Regions from separate parts of the Bombyx mori genome. Here region 1 is linked to region 2. The links are chromatin contacts, called in public Hi-C maps. All regions are on one chromosome and are shown on one strand. The core of a region is the stretch at or near the end of the contact, and the rest is flanking DNA. Distances in the headings are between cores, read along the strand shown. Region 1 holds the start of LOC101736873 (ceramide transfer protein). Region 2 overlaps LOC101736873 (ceramide transfer protein).

Region 1 (3,890 bases), core at 345-2,844, 36 kb before region 2:
TGGAACGAACTTTTCTCTTCAGTTCATCCCACACGTGCTCAATAGGGTTGAAGTCAGGACTGAGCGCAGGCCAGTCCAATGTGGCGATACCGACTTCTTCGAGGTATTTAGTTGTTACACGGGCAGTGTAACAACGAGCGTTATCGTCCATAAGGAGGAAGTCATCACCGGTATATCCCGCATAGGGAACGACAAGTTCCAGCAGAATATCGGAAATGTATCGGTTCGAAGTTAGACCGCCTCCTCGTCCCCCGCCAGGCACGAAAACAAGCTCGGTTTTACCGTCGAAGGAAATGCCGGCCCACATCATACAAGAGCCGCCCCCATAAGCCACTGTTTCAGTGAAAGAGCACTGCGCAAATCACTCCCCAGGCTGCCTGTAGACCCGACCTCTTCGGTCGCTACCGTGCAAACACATCCTGCTCTCGTCGGAGAACAGGACTTGCCTCCATTGCTCAACTTCTCAATTAAGATGAGTGCGAGCAAATTGAAGGCGTGTTTGTCGCTGAGCTGTCGTGAGTTTCGGGCCTGTGACAGGCCTTTTTGGGGTCAGATTCATTTGCTTTAGTCGTCGACAAACTGTCCACTCGCTGGCTGCTACCCCACAAATATCTCGGAGCTCCTATTGGACGTCAACACCAGGTAAATGCCGATTTCGGAGAGAAGTCGACACGATAAAACGGTCATCCCTCTCCGATGTGCACCGGCGCCGTCCAGATCTTGGTCTCGGGATAAAGCTACCAGTCTTCCGAAAGCGCTTGCAAACTTTTGAAACTCAGGACTGGCTTATGTGGAGCCGACGAGCGACAACTCGCTGGCTGAGCCCTTCTTGCAATAGGGCTACGATTTGTGCTGCTTCTGTAGGTGTTGTCTCCATTGTCGTACAAGGTAAAGGGTCAAAAGTAGCGGAGATGTGTACCAGTCAACGTGGGAAAGTCGATTGATAAAGAAAATCCGATAACAAGTGCTTTTATAGGGGTCAATAGGTCGCAACTCGTGACGTATCAAACAATTGAAACACCTCTTTTTCGTTATTCCTTCACTTAATACGGGATAGCTTCATAAATACTGGCTTGATTTTAATGAATTTGTTATAAGTTTAAAGTTAAGAGTTGAACCTTTAAAATGATCTCATTTTTATGATTATCAAAAAAATATTCAGTACACAAGATCGCGCGGAACCAATTTCAAATAAGTGATTCCAAACTTTTGCTCGCGAGTGTAGTTCAAAATAAAAAAGACTTATTCTGCGAAAGGGGTGGTACCTTAGACGTCGTGTCGAATTATATTATGTGATAGGTTAACATCTTAATACAACTAATCTAAAAAGTGTACTTAATTGAGTGTGAATGGAAAGAAAACATTTACCATCCTTAAATTCATAACTTAATAAATAAATAATCGTATCTAACGCTTAATAGGTAAAAAAATGCAGGTGTTTGTAATTTCCAAATTATTATTTATACCTAAATGTCTGATGATTACAAGGTATTTTTATCAATTCTAAGAAATATTATGTAGGTGCTATGAGAGATCTTAAATTCAGAATTATTTAAAAAATAAAAAATGGAGAAGAATTTATTATTTTACTCTATGGCAGTTCCTCAGCTAATGTCAAAAAAAACGGCAACAAGCAACAAATCGTTGTAAAAACGGAATTATATCAGATAAAAGTTTGGTTTTTCATTGTTTGGTGTCATTTTGTTTAAAGTTGATTTAATGTTAACACTTCCATACACGTAACACAATATGATTGACGAAAACATCACAGTCAGCGATAGTTCTGATTTAGAAGAGGGCGGAACTCCTGAACTTCGCGGATACCTAAGCAAATGGACAAACTATATACACGGCTGGCAGGATAGATTTATTGTCCTTAAGGATTCTACTTTATCTTATTACAAGAATGAACTCGAAAGCAATTTAGGATGCCGCGGTGCCTTATGTCTGAAAAAAGCTAAAGTCAAGGTGAGTATTCATTGCGTTTGAACAAAGCTAGACAGATAACGAAATTAATTTGTCCTTGCGGCGCCCAGTTTTTTATAAGATTTATTTAATGTTTAACAAGTTTCGGTTGTCGATGCATGAACCGTGCGAATATCAAGTATTACGGATAGCCTTGATTGCTTTTATGTTTATTATTTCCAGCCTCACGAGTTTGATGACTGTAGATTCGATGTTTCTGTTAGCGACTGCGTTTGGTACTTAAGAGCGTCTAATCCAGAGGAGAAACAGCAATGGATTGATATTCTAGAGTCTTTCAAAGTAAGTCTTCCTAGTTTATAGTTTACCAGTTGATACTAGTTTATAATGTTCATTTAAGTCTATTAAATATTTAAAAAACACGAAAATATATCAATTCATAGGTACATTTTTAATAACGATGAATGAAGTTAATGTCGTTCATTAAAATAGGTACTAAAATAAAGTAAAATTCATACTTTTTGTATTGCCATTGTAGGCATGCATCCCGCTTGATGGTAAGTAGTTACTGCTGCTCATCTGGACTTCAGTAGTGCTAGGGTCATAGTGAAGTTGCTGATGTCTATGACTAGATATTTACAATTTTTAAATAATCACATTTACTAACCAACGTAATGCTGTTAATCAAGAAAGAAAAACAATTGTCTTTTATTATCCATATTGAGAAAATTATAAATAAATATGAATTTTAATTGTATGATAGATAAAAATATATTAGGTAATGTGCATGTATTAAATCATTAATTATCATTCATCATTCATTTTATGCATTTATTAGCTTTTAAATTGGGACATAGAATTACTATTAATTGCGAGCTGCCCATTTCAATGGGCTGTGAATTTATCTGCAGTCAAGTTATAAAGTATTTTGAACTTCAGTCTATTTAATAAAAATCAGGTCAATGTATAGAAGTGAGTGTGACATATTCAATACAAGTGAATTTGTAACAAAATGATTCATATTCCAAATAATCTTTTGGCAAACTATTATCCATACAAGCCTGGCACATTATTTTTATCAACATTTATATCATCTGATAACAAAATTCATAATTTACAATTTATTTAATCCGCATTTAGATTAAGCAGATATTATTTTCATCATTTTGAGTTTTAAAAATGCCAGGAATTACCAACATAGTCCGTCTACAGCAACTAATAAATTATTAATAGAAAGAAAAGTTTTAAGGCAAACAATCTGATGATAATTTTATAATTTAACAATGAATAATGAGTAATGGAAATGAAATTAGATATTCAAGTGAAATTAGTGGTAAACTGGAATTTGTATTTTTCACTAGCCACTGAAGGCAGATGAGCGGGCTGTTCAATTGACAGTGAACTGTCACCGTCGCCCGTGGACATCTCCAACGCCAGAGGTACTGCAAATATGCACCGATTTGACACATTACTTATTTAACCTTATAAAAATAGTAATTAATTTACAGGTTGAATCAGGGTACGGTACAAGTTCAGATAGTAGCTCAAATGGAGGAGGTCTTCAAAGGCATGGTTCTGCCACTTCACTACAGTCTACAGGGTCACACGGTAGCTACATCAATTTTTATTCTCATTTTTTTTATTTCATAGTAAAGAGAAAGTGTTTGTTTATATATCGACGCTTGAAAGGCAAATGTGACTAAGCGACAATGCGGGAACTTTACAAGTAGACTAATTTAAACTTGAAATACCTGAAAAAAATTATATTTTAATTAATATAGCTGTAGGATTTAAATGATTTAATAGATAGACCTAGAAATATATTTTTTTATTAATATATTTTTTTTGCGCATAGAATATGGTTATTGGCTATCATTTATGTACAAAGCAGTTATTGTTCGCTTAGTCACGTTTGCCTTTCAAGCGTCGATAAGCATTTTTTGTGGCTCTAAATATATGGTATTTTA
Region 2 (4,319 bases), core at 672-3,171:
GCCGTTGTAACTATACTGAGATCTTAGAACTGGGTGGCCCATTTACGTTGTAGATGTCTTTGGGCTCCAGTAACCGCTTAATACCAGGTGGGCTGTGAGCACGTCCAACCATTTAAACAATTAAAAAAAAGTACAGTTAATGTATAGCTTTGAAGTAGTTATTAATTGAAGTTAATCTATATATCATTAGTTTAATTTTTATTATTATTCTAAATCATTTAAAAACCAAATCTTTTCTTTGATTTGTAAAAGAACCTCCCCACATTAACAAGAACGTATACAGTAGGTTTTAGTTTCGTCGACTATATATTATTATGTAGTTACAAATTAAACAGAAAGGCTCTTGTGCTCAGCGCATCGTTTACCCATTACAACTGTTTGAATAACAACCGCTGACAATTGTTTTGATGTAAAGTCGACCTACATACGCAGCCTTAAGGTCGTTGAGTAATAAATTAAGTCGATTGCGTTTTTCTTTGTCGTGCATTGTCGCTGAACGCATACATATTAGGTTCCGTATTGTGAAAATTCTTCATACGTTTTTATTGTGACGTTCTAATTTGGTTATACCAAATTTGAAAGTTATTCGTTTCGTTGGATACTTTTTCTTGATGGGCTGAGTCTTCAGATGTTAGGCATTTAGTAACTGCTTTGGTTAGTCGTAAGAACCAAAATAAGAAATATTAAGCGGTAGCAGTACCTCGTAGCCGGGACTAAAGGAAAGAAAACTTTAATGTACTACGGATTACATTTGACACTGACATTGATAAATGAAATTGACACACAAGAGAATGTTCTAACAAAAAACATGTTTGATTGATTTGATTAACATAAATAAATATCTTGGTAAATGAGTAAATAAAACTTGGTTAACCTCAACAATGGTTTTGCGACGCATCTTTTAATGTATGAAATTTTTTTTGTTAAAAAGCTCTGCAATCTTGTCATACGTTAATGGTACTACTATTCTATAATTACTAGGTATATGCGATACAAACTTTATTTGTCACAATGCCAGAAACTTCCTCGAAAGCAACCAGCGGCAATTATCTAAGAATTAACTCAATCAGATGATTGTTTTCTGTACGTAAAGCAAGGTTAAACATCACATAGCTGTAATTCACATTTAAAAACATATATAATTTTACTCTTTTTTTTATGAATAAGTGATTACTGGTGGCCTAAAGAGGCCTTTTCAGTATCACAAGGACAGGTGGGCGAGCAAGGGCTCAGCCAGGAGGGGCATATATAATAGTACGGCTTGGTTTGTTCATTCGTGTTCGCGCCTGGTTATCCCGATTGAATTAAAAGTCCTTATAGGTATACATTGTAGGAATTTTAAGATGTTTTTTTGAATTCACCAATCAAAGCACGGTAGTTGGCAGCTGGGTTCTATATTGTTCCGCGATGGTCTTTGCGTGGCATGACTATATTAGACCGTGTTTGATAGCATAAGCTTGCGAAATATGTGAAATTAACACACAAAACTTACATCTAATAACGAAGTAATGAAAAAACATAAAATATGATATAAGCCTGTTGAACTCGGAGATCAAGAACGAAAGAAAAGCCAAATTAGTTTGGCTTGAAAAAGAAAAGAACAAAATATGTAGTTAAATTGAACAAAAGTCTGTATTTATGTAATGTAAAATAATGTTTTCTTGAAACTATAAATTTGGGTCGTGACCCATTATAGCATTTGAGTGACAAAATTGAATAATTAAAATGTCTTTTTATACGTGTTAATAAAATACCTAATGCAATTTTGTTTTCCGCCTCAATTTTCGTTTTAAAACTATATTGTTTAGTCTGATGAAAAAAAAAATTCTTTTGGTTACAGGAGGGTCCACACTCCACCCTCCCCGACGACGAGTTCCACGATGCGATCGAGACAGGCTTCGACAAAATGGAGGAGGAGCGGTGCACAAGGGTGGTGCCGACCGTACACACCCGCGACCAGATTGAATTGCCACCGCCGGCCATCGATAACCGTCTCACCGTACATCCCCTGTGGCCGGAGGTATGTCTACGTACTCATTCTTGGCACTATTTAATTTTAGATTACTATTAATTTTAGATGGAATATTAGTGGATTATTGAATTTTAGACTTCACTTTTAATTTTAGATGGGTTATTAATGAGCTTTTTTTATTACTTACTATGATGATAGTCTTGAGAGGTTATATCAGCATTATCGGACGAGTAGGTGAGCTCATGTGACTCAAACCTGGCGAAGTTGCTAACACTAACCCTAGAAAGAGCAGTGCTTCGCAGAATCTACCACCGGATCGGAAACGCGACTCACTGAGAAGATCCGGCGAGAAACTCAGTGGGCTGTGTCTGTGGGTTTAGTTTACTCGTCGAGCCCTTCGTCGCAAGCGACGAGTTCGACGACAACGATGACCGGATTAATAGCTGATGATACGTGCGATACGATGCGAAAACAAAAGTGGCGGATGAAAGGCGATTGCATGCAGCAGAGATGCGAATGTTGCGATGGATGTGTGGAGTAACGAGAATGGATAGAATACGAAATTAATATGTTAGAGGAAGTCTGAAAGTGGCACCTGTGACAGAGAAGCTGAGAAGTGCGCGTTTGGGATGGTATGGACATGTGATGAGACGAAATGAAAATGAGGTTGGTAAGAGAGTGTAAACTATGAATGTGGAAGGATATAGAGGAAGAGGTAGACCTAAGAAGAAATGGATGGATTGTGTGAAAGACGATATGGGTAAGAGAGGAGTGAGCGAAGAAATTGTATATGATAGAAGAGTATGAAAGGAGAAAACATGTTGCGTCGACCCCAGGTGACTGGGAGAAGGGCAGGATAATGATGATGATACGGGCGATACGATGTGATGTAGTGCTCTTCATATTTCAGCCACCTATTTATTTTCAAAACTTATCTCACTAATTCCCTCGTCAGACAAGCGGTCAGCAGTATAGGTACATGATGTACCGACGCATTTAAATTTTCTGTTTTAACCCAAATCATGTAAATAAAAGCTAATTATGAGATTTTTTCTGGTACTTTTTAATACGTTATTATCATCGCACCGCCCGCCACCGGAGTAGAGGTTATCTATACTACTTAGAATTATAGATTATAGATCTTTTCTGACACGTACAATCCGGCTTTGGACAGCGCTGTGACAATTGTGACATGTCCTTGTTCAAACGAGGCTTGTGGACAGTACTAAACGGTAGTCAGCGACATGGCTGTGTCCTTGACATTGCTGACGTCGTCCATGAGCGACGGTAACCACTCACCATTAGCTGGGTCGTATGCTCGTCTGCTTACCAACCACGGCAAAAAGGTTTTTTGTGACGCAATTGTATAATATTGTTTCAGATTGACAGGATATCGACAGAACAAATACAGGCCGCGTTCGAAGGTGTCGGCGGTGAAATCGGGTGGCAGTTGTTTGCTGAAGAGGGGGACATGAGGATGTACAGAAGGTACATAGAAATAATATATCACTACATAGTATATAAAACAAAGTCGCTTTCTCTGTCCCTATATCGGTCCCTATCTATGCTTAAATCTTTAAAACTACGCAACGGATTTTGATGCGGTTTTTTTAAGAGATAGGGTGATTGAAGAGGAAGGTTTATATCGACGCTTGAAAGGCAAACGTGACTAAGCGACAATAACTGCTTTGTACATAAATGATTGGCAATAACCATATTCGCTGCGCAAAAAAATAATATTTCTAGGTCTATTAAAATCATTTAAATCCTACAGCTAGATTCGTTAAAATAGAATTTTTTCAGGTATTTCAACTTTAAATTAGTCTACTGTAAAGTTCACGCATTGTCGCTTAGTCACGTTTGCCTTTCAAGCGTCGATATGTATAATAACATCAATTAAATAGTGGAGAAATCAATAATAAATTACAGTTTCCGAAGCGAAGCGAGGGCGGGTCGCTAGTATTATTATAAATAAGTTCTTAAGTTTTCGCGAATCACATACATAAATTGAAGTAGTTTTTTTAAGGTTTGCGTTTTTTATTATCAATACTTAATTCTGACAATATTATTTGTGACGTTTCGATATCGTAAAAGTGATATTAATTATTTTAATTTTGATTAAATAACTTAATTATGACTATGAGTTATGACTCGTATTCCTAAGTCTGAGTTGTTGTGTACAGTAGGCTTGATATTACCAGATTCTGTTTTTTTGGTAATCACTGATCTCAGATAACTTCATTTTAATCTCATACCTAATTTAGACATTTGCTTATTTCTCGCTATACAAATAGTTCAGAAGAATGTAAAGCATTGGTAGAGTTTTTATGGTACTCACAAAAATCCT

What was found. Hi-C and Micro-C count contacts between places; a contact is called where the count stands out from the background.
Region 1: a contact with region 2 is called in a Hi-C map of middle silk gland, with 2.1 times the contacts expected there. The contact joins the promoter of LOC101736873 here to the enhancer-like site in region 2. A contact is called at or near these places in 3 of 7 Hi-C or Micro-C datasets (middle silk gland, posterior silk gland and whole pupa).

Annotation. Positions count from the first base shown.
Region 1 is chr19:10,149,252-10,153,141 of ASM3026992v2, reverse strand. It overlaps LOC101736873 (ceramide transfer protein), which reads left to right and starts at 1,594. Exons shown (of 12, transcript XM_004922353.5): 1 at 1,594-1,968; 2 at 2,149-2,265; 3 at 3,432-3,531. The coding sequence starts at 1,750.
Region 2 is chr19:10,113,008-10,117,326 of ASM3026992v2, reverse strand. It overlaps LOC101736873 (ceramide transfer protein), which reads left to right. Exons shown (of 12, transcript XM_004922353.5): 7 at 1,841-2,020; 8 at 3,354-3,460. Among protein-coding and RNA genes, the nearest start is that of LOC101736873, 36 kb to the left of the region's middle. Within about 2 kb of position 1,921, at least 6 of the 8 cell types and tissues checked have open chromatin away from gene starts, as enhancers often do.